Regions from separate parts of the Xenopus laevis genome. Here region 2 is linked to region 1. A link is a contact called in public Hi-C data. All regions are on one chromosome and are shown on one strand. The core of a region is the stretch at or near the end of the contact, and the rest is flanking DNA. Distances in the headings are between cores, read along the strand shown.

Region 1 (4,381 bases), core at 812-3,311:
GTAATCGTTGGAGCGGCTATCGAAGAGCGCCTCCATGAAGTACTCCAGCCGGCCCGCCTCCCCCGTGTCCGGATCCACTGCCCGCAGGGAAGTCACTCGGGTCCCCGCCGGCTCGTTCTCCGGCACCGACGCCTGGTAGTTATGGAGTTGGAACTGGGGGCTGCTATTAGTGCTCCTCTTTATTCTCCTGTGTCTGCCCCGAAGCTTCCTCCTCACCCGCACCAGCACCTGCTCCGGGGAGCCCCTACACATCATGGGCAAAGCTGCCCCCAAGTTCCCGCACACAGTCCGCTGCACAATGGAGGAATCAGACAGTGAACACCCGGTCCCCCCCAGTAGAGCGGCCACAAGTGCCTGAGTCCTATGCAGCAGTTCCGGGGGACACCGGGGGGCCATGTACTCCGCTCTGTACTCAATGTCCACATCGGGGAGACTCTTGTAGGGCCCCGCGCTCTCCCCCCGGCTCTCGGTGTGGCAGCCCGGCACATACACTCGCAGGCGGATGGATAGGACGGTCCGGTCCTTGCGGGAGGTGACACGGAGGGATGCGGGAAGCGGGAACACATGCGAGCAGTTCGCCCCGGGTATCAAGCTCAGCTCCCCCAGGTGGCTCAATGCAATGGCCGTTGAGTTGTTCTCCAGGAGGTAAGTCCAGTCCGCTCCCAAGGACAGGTTGGCTCCCCCGGGATAGAGGTGAACTGGTAGAGCCCCCGTGAGCTGAAGCAGCCCCAGCACAGTGATCCCCACACACAGCGCCCACATCTCCTCACAGCGGCCTGAGGGGCGGCATCAGGGCCACTCGCCCCAACTTGACTTCTTATCCCACGGGAAGTTTAAAAGTGATTTCAAAATGGCTCCAACCCCCTTGGCCAGCGCCGCTCCCCTCTCCTCCGCCTTCTCCTCCCCCTCGGTCCTGATTAGCATAAACCTGCTGCCTGTCTGTGCGCCCTGCCGGGGGCGGGTTCCTCGTTGTCCTTGCGCGGAGCCCTCTGTCTGCTGTCCCCGAACACTGGCAGTGGCACCTCGGGAACGCAAAGGGATGGCTACTCCACGGGCTGGGGTAGAACTTCCAGAGGAGCAGCAGCTACCGCGTCGTGTATGGACTCTTTAGGGGTCACTGGAACTTTCCCTCACACGTCCACCCTAAAGCTGCGCTACAGGTCTTTCCTGAATGGATTTGTGGGCTTCCCCCTCACTGGATGCGCTGCCACCTGTTCCTCCGCCTGGAGCATCGCTCTGAGCCTCCTCACCCCCGCCCCCTCCGCCGCGCAGCGTGTTCCGGCTGGTCTGACCCCGCACACTGGCAGCATCACTAGCGCACAGCGGCAGCTCTTTGTGAGTCCTAAACCCTCTGTATTACACCCCGACACAATGCCAAGCCATCGCCTCATTTCCTAGGAGCGTGCCCCCTGGGGCTGCTAGTGGCAAGTGCAAGGAGGGTGGCAGTCAGTAGCACCAAATTATTGACAGTTTATTACTCCGATTTTCGAATCAACAGCAACAGGAGTTTGTTTCAATACAAGTATTTCAAGAAAAAAACAATTTTTGTAAATCTAATGAATTATAAATTCTAACTTCGAAAAAGTCTCGAGAAATACTTGTAGAATGGATCTCCTGCCCCGGACTCAGGGGAAGGGCTGTTTTGTTCTCCCCATTTAAATGCATTGTTCATAACGTGGAGAGAAGCGTGCAACCCGTCACCATGGAAACGCCACTAGAGCGGCCTCCGAGAAGGGATGGTCAGACACACCCATGTGCTTGGTGGAAGGATTGTAATGGTACCTGGAAGGTCCTCTGATGCCACCTGCTGATTGTACGAGGCAATGACACTGCTAGTTGCAATGCGAAGCGAAGAAGTAATCCATCTGTGATTCCCCATAATGTTATATGATATCAGGGCCCTTTAATAGATTGGCATTTCTGATATCCCATCAGGATAGGATCACCACCATCAGACTATTGCCGGACAATTCTTTCACTGAAACATCCCACAATGGCAGACCCCTTATCTTAATCAACTGAAAAATAAACATTGCATCAAAATTTCTATTTTCTTTGTTAATCTATTGATTTTACATTTCCCCAAGGTTCTTGGTTTCGTTATTTATTGCCCTTGTCTTTATATTTATCTACACCTGCCTAAGGATAGTTATGTCACACATTTATTAGGGCTACCTTCTCTTCTCTCCTTACTTCTTTCTCCCTTTCTTTCCTACCTTTCACAGGGGCAGTTCCCCCATTGCATTGTTAAAATTAAAATGCAAAATAAAATCTCTACAAAAAAAATCTTAGGGCTCTGGGCACCCACCAAAGGGTTTGTCCTGGGCCCACAATTACCTTAAAGCCATCCTGGTTATAATGCACAATATCTTTATAATAACTTCTATAATATAATCTTATAAATGGTGTTTAGTAATGTCGTCAGTTATTATTGGTGCATGTCACTTGTACAACATAACCCATTGAACTCAGAAACTCCAAAATATAGTTCCCATTATTTGCAAATAGAGCTGTTCAACCAGATTATATTGTGAATAAAGTACACCCTCTAATAAAAATATAACGATATTACATATAAAAACATGAGGCTGTAGGTCATGGAATTCTGTGGTGACTTATAATATCCTTATATTTTGCAACAGGGGGTATTTTATTTATCTTAATACACAAGTTTCAGTGGGGCTCATTTATAAACTTTGTACAGGGCAGATCGCACAGTGAATATATTTGCCCTATGCATGGTTACATTTATAAAGCTGAATAAGTGTATGTAAACAGAATTGCAAATTTTATTTGCGCAATGAGTAAATAAGTATATGAATGTGTATAAGCCTTTTAAATATGTCAAGAATTGCAAATGGTGTTTGAATTACACTACAACTTTGGTGGCAGAGAAAATATACACAAAACAGTTTCGCAAGTTGTTAATTCAAGTTACTGTCAACGCTATTTTCGCACACAACAAAAAACGTTGAGACAAAATTGAGCGTCAATTCGTATGTACGATTGACACTCTAAAAACTGAATGTTTGTTGAATTGTCGCCGAAAAAAACTCTACTTATTTGGATGAAAATCCCAGCGCAGACCACAATGTCAAGAAGCAACTTCAGGGACATCTGCCATAGACTTCTACATGACCTTGATAGGTTTGAGATGGAGTATTTTGGGATTCGGATTTTTAGCAGCTTTGGGGTATAATAAATCTCTAAAAATTCGACATTTTTTTCCACAAAAAAATCGAGTTTTCCCCTTTAAAAACTTGACCAGATACATTCGAGGTTTAGTAAATGGGCATCTATTTATTAAAATTGTTAATTTAATTGTAATCTCCAGCACAGTTTGTAGCAGTTGCATCCAACTCCTATTTTGCAATTGATTGTTTAATTGTGCAGTTTTTGAAAAAAAACCTTGACAGTATATACCATCTGTACTCATTTTTGGTAAATGTGTTTTAGGCAGGGCTATGAGAATACCCAATATATTCCCTGCAGACATACAATTCTGTCTCTGATGCTCACTGTCCTAGTTAGAAACAGTGCCAGCTCCTCTCGGCTGCCAGACAACTAGCCTCACTCATCCTATCTTTCTCACAGTTAGTGCCAACTACAAATTCTAACCAGAGTTATCAGATCATTTGTCATGGCTTGCTTACCAATTAATCTCATTAGCTCTTCCAACAAACAGGGTTTACATTAAAAAAAACATTTTATGGCACAGCAATGTTATTATTAAGGGTACTGGCACAGTACCCATAATACTGCGCTATCATGGGTGACTTGAGAAAATGAAGCTCAGCATATGGTTTCCTATTGGTTTGTGGAAAAGATTTCTGGGAGATTTGTCACTTGCGGTAGCACAGATTAAAACACAGGTGGCAAATCTCCCATCTTGCCAATACCCTAAGGGAAAATACATGCATATATCTCTCTTTACGTAACTAAAATAATTGTTTGAGAAAGTTAAGGAAATTGCACAAGTTTTAACATACATTACACAATTTGTGTAACAAACAGGAGAAGTCCTGTCTTGCTGGTTGGAACATATCCTTGATATAGACTCGGCATCAGAATCACAGCCCAAACGACAAAGAAAAATCATTTATGTTTTATTTGAAACACTCATCAAAACACTGATGCTTAAAGATGTATGTGGCTTGTATAATAATAATAATAATAATAATAATAATAATAATAATAATAATAATAATAATAATAATATAATAATAATAACAGTGAAGAGTAAAGGGGGACTTTGAAAATGAATAAATATATGGAATTTGAGTCCAATGTCAGAGAAAAGGGAAAAAAATACAAGCCATTATTTTAAAAGAAAGTAATTATGTGATGACAGAATACAACCTGCATGCATACAACTATTCTT
Region 2 (4,554 bases), core at 1,115-3,614, 120 kb before region 1:
ATTGTGCCTAAAACATCAATGTAGTCCTACCCTTAAACAGACCGGAAGCACACACACTTAGCAACATGTGCAGCCAATTGTATCCCACCAGTGTCAGACTGGGACACCAGGGGCCCACCAAAAACCATTAGACCAGGGGACCACACTAAATATTATTTTCTTCTCTCCTCACTCAACCTCTATTCTCCTATTCTCTTTTCTTTACACACTATAACCTATCATTCCATCTATTTAGCCTCTTTATTCTAATAGAAATATGCAATAACCATGAAATAGGCAAAATGTTTAGAAGTAGGAGGGCCCACTGACACCTGGGCCCACCGGGAGTTTTCCTGGTATCCTGGTGGGCCAGTCCGACACTGTATCCCACATATACAAGTCAGTCTCTCCCATTTGACATCATAAATGTATTCAGTTTATCCCTGGCATTCTGTGCCGTGAATTCCAATTATTCTCAGTCAGACTGGAGCAAGTCATAGAACTTACCTTGTCCATTTTTGGTGCAATCGGTATCCTCAATGAGGTATATTTATATTTATCAAAGCCACTCTCCATTCATTTCTATGGGATTTTTAAAAGAGTATTTATCAATGGGTGAAAGTGAAAGTTCATCCTTTGATCACTATGCCTTACAAAATCCATTTAAAATGAATGGAGAGTTTCGGAATTTCACTCTCGCGTAGTGTGCCGATCGTTGTTTCAGATGCCATACTAATATTCTTAAGGTCATCGCAGTGGAGCGGTTCCTCATCACACAGGAACATAACAGTATGCCTTTAACTGTGTGTACTGGGTGCCTGCAACACAATCACTTATGCTGTCCAATTACGTTACGCTCATTCTTTTCTACTTTCTACAATCCATCCTTTTGTGCATTGAAATTCAAAAGTGAAACTATAAGTATAGCAGATGTATCTGTAAAGAACAGATTGTTGTCATTCTGTTCAGCCACACTATAGACTACTCCATAGAATGAAGACATCTACTATTACAGGTATGAGACCTGTTATCCAGAATGCCCAGGACCTGGGGTTTTCCAGATAAAAGATCTTCATACCTTAAATCTACTAGAAAATCATGTAAACATTAAATAAACCCAATAGGCTGGTTTTGCTTCCAATAATGATTAATTATATCTTAGTTTGGATCAAATTCAAGGTCCTGTTTTATTATTACAGAGAAAAAGGGAATCCTTTTAAAAATTTGGATTATTTGTATAAATGGAGTCTATGGGAGACGGTCTTTCAGTAATTCGGAGCTGGCTAGTTTTCGGTCCTATTGTTATTAAAATATCTAAATCAGCAAAGGTGTCACTGGTTGACACAGTGTTAAAGGGGTGGTTCACCTTTAAGTTTACTTTTAAAATGTTGTAGAATGGCCAGTTCTAAGCAACTTTTCAATTGATCTTCATTATTTACTTTTTATAGTTTTTTTTTTTGCCTTCTGACTTTTACAAGCTTTCAAATGGGGTCACTGACCCCATCTAACAACCAAATGCTCTGTAAGGCTACAAATGTATTTTTATTGCTGCTTTTTATTACACATCTTTCTATTTAGTTCCTCTCCTATTCATATACCAGTCTCTTATTCAAAGCAATGAGTGGGTAATCTGAACCCTAGCAACCAGATAGCTGAAATTGCAAACTGGAGAGCTGCTGAATAAAAAGTTAAATAACTCAATAACCACAAATAATACGAAGTGCAAACCAATTGCAAATTGTCTCAGAATATCACTCTCTACATCATACTTAAAGTTCATTTAATAGTGAACAACCCCTTTGCACAGCAGAAATGATTTCCCAAAAAACACTGCCACTGAATTGGCTCAGCATCAACTCCAACTCCCTCTTATTCCCTGACTGAGGAAATGCTTTGTGTTCAATGTAAAGAGCAGGGCAGTGTATTTGCCCCAGGCAGTTGGCAAGACTTTTCTTTTACAAAATGACCGTTTGATGCAAAGGCTGAATGTCTGTAATGGGACAAGCTGGCTGGGAAAGTGACTTAGTGTAATGTGCGGACAGTTAGACTGGTGCATTGTCTTTAAATCTGTCGGTGCCTAGTTACAATAATTAATATGCCCTGAATTGTTAATGTTCAATATGGTTTTGCTCAACCAGACGCTACATTTATCATAAGAACAATATATGACCCAAAGAAGGCATTTATAACTTGTATTATCCAACATTCTTCTGTATTCATTTCCTTAAAAAATTTCCCTGACGTGATCACGTAGCCGCGGTGTACATGGGATTCTGTTGGTATTGTGAAGTTATACAATAGCAGAGCAGCCGAGTAACACACGTAGAGCAGTATGAAATACTAGCCCAGTAACGGCCTTTTTGTCTCCACTCCGGGCTCGGAGTCAATAGAGGAGAGAACATGATCTGCCCGATACAATTTCAGCTATGTGTTATTAACCAGAAAAGGGCACGACTCAGACCTAGGTCAGTGGCTGTCTGGATGCAGGTACAGGTTGAAAAACAAAGTCTAATCCTTTAATAAATGGACATGAAAGCTATAAAAGGTGTGTTACCTGAATCCAGAAAATCCAGTATTTCCACTTTCGGTGACTGATAAGGTTAGTGCAAATGGTATAGCTTATAGGCACAGCTCATAAATGATTCTATTTGTTATCCCCACCCTCAGTTCATTAACATGAATATGTCAATAAAAAGCCAGCCCAGAAAATACGTTAGCTATAGTATAAAAGGTTACTAAGCCGCCATAGATGGGAGCTCTGCATAACTACATCATGTCTGTTACTGCAATAGTCTAAATTTAGGCAGATTTATCAAGGGTTGAATAGTAAATTCAAATTTTTGACTGTCACACATTCAAATTTTATCACACCTCGACCATGGAAACAGTCCTAATTTTCAAATATTTGCCACCTAAAACCTGTTGAGTTCATGTACAAGTCAATGGCTGAGGTCCGTTGAGCCATTTGGATCAATCAAATATAAGACATTCTAATTTTTTCTTAAAAAACAAATTCACATGAATTCGAAATTCGACCTTTAGGGTTCGTTCACACAAGGAGATTTGGGGAGGTTTTGTTGCCTGGCAACTAATCGCCTCTTCTGGGCGACAATCTTCCCGAACTGCCTTTGTGTGTTTTCCCATTCGCTATAATGGCTCACAAGGAAACTTCGGGCGACTTCGCAAAACAAAGCGCCGTGTGTGCTTAAGCACAGGCAACTTTTCATTATAGCGGATGGGAAGGCACGCAAAGACAGTTTGGGGAGATTGTCGCCCAGAAAAAGAGGCGATTTAGTAGCCAGGCGACTAAATCTCCCAGAATCTCCTCATGTGGACTAACCCTAAATAAAATGTGGCTCTTAATGTCTAAACCAGCTCCCTATCAAAACTGCTGTTTGCTCTTCTTGTGGGAAATAATTCAGATTCTTGTCTTTAAGAATGCGACTGTGGGGTCAAAGGTCTTGTGAGGTTCCAAAGTGTTTTGACCTAATGTCCTAAATATCTAATGTCCTAAATATCTGGTATAACACAGGTATCATGTCATTGGTTCATAATTCGCTAAGTCTCCGGTGTAAAAAACATCTTGTTTACACTGGCCATACATGCAAAGATCTGCTTGTTTGACAAGGTCACCAAACAAGCGTATCTCTCCTTGCATGCCAACCTTGAGGTGCGTGATATTGGGCTGACTTGATTGTGGGCCCTAGGGCCCAACGATCAGATCTCTTTTTTTTTTTCTTTTTTTTTTTAAGGCTAAAACCTTGAGTTGTTTATTATTGATGGAAATTCCCTTAATCAATTTAGACAAATCAATGAAACAAATTAATGGTTCTAGTGCAATATTAAATAAAAGGGGCGATAAAGGACAGCCTTGTCTCGTACCCTTAAATATTTCAAAGGGTGATGACTTAGCTCCCCCCAAGAATATTTGCGTTTTGGGACTTTTATAGAGGCATTCGATATATTGGTAAAATGGGCCCGTGATACCAAATTTTTGAAGGCACATAAATAGATGTTTCCATGTTATATTATCAAATGCCTTCTCAGCATCAATATTAAGAATAGAACTGGGAATTTTATGCTTTTTGGCAAAAAATAAAATATGGATCAAAGCCCTAATATTTTTAACTCCAGATCTGTTTTTAATAAAGCCATTTTGGGTTTGAGAGAGGACTACATCAGGGAGCTGATTTGGTCCTCACTACAATGGGATTCTTAAACCTGTACGATTGGGACAATAAGACAATGTTGGAAGCTTTTATCAGCCTGCGTATGGCCACCTTTACACTGGTACAAATCTAGTTTTTAAATGGTCACACTTCACAATGGCCATTTTCCCCACAACAGGTGAGACACACAGACGCATGTAAAGTGCCAAACGCAGGTGGGACGCAGAATGTTGCATTTCACCTGTGTCTGGCACATACATGCATCTGTGTGAGTACAGCCCCCTTCTCAATAATTGAGTATGTACTGCGGCTGAACGGAAGAAAGTGCGATGCAGGGGAGTGCGGGAAAAACCGCCCGCGTGTAAGAGCCCTAATTCCATCAAAAACATTCTGCTGATCAGTTGCT

The links. A called contact is a pair of places that touch in the nucleus more often than the background predicts.
Region 2: a Hi-C map of the XL177 cell line shows a contact between it and region 1, with 3 times the contacts expected there. A contact is called at or near these places in 3 of 4 Hi-C or Micro-C datasets (the XL177 cell line, the XTC cell line and animal cap).

What each region holds. Positions count from the first base shown.
Region 1 is chr3L:80,991,442-80,995,822 of Xenopus_laevis_v10.1, reverse strand. celsr1.L (cadherin EGF LAG seven-pass G-type receptor 1) reads right to left here and starts at 2,061. Exons shown (of 35, transcript XM_041586446.1): 1 at 1-2,061. The coding sequence starts at 762.
Region 2 is chr3L:81,108,756-81,113,309 of Xenopus_laevis_v10.1, reverse strand. No RefSeq gene overlaps it. Among protein-coding and RNA genes, the nearest start is that of trmu.L, 26 kb to the left of the region's middle.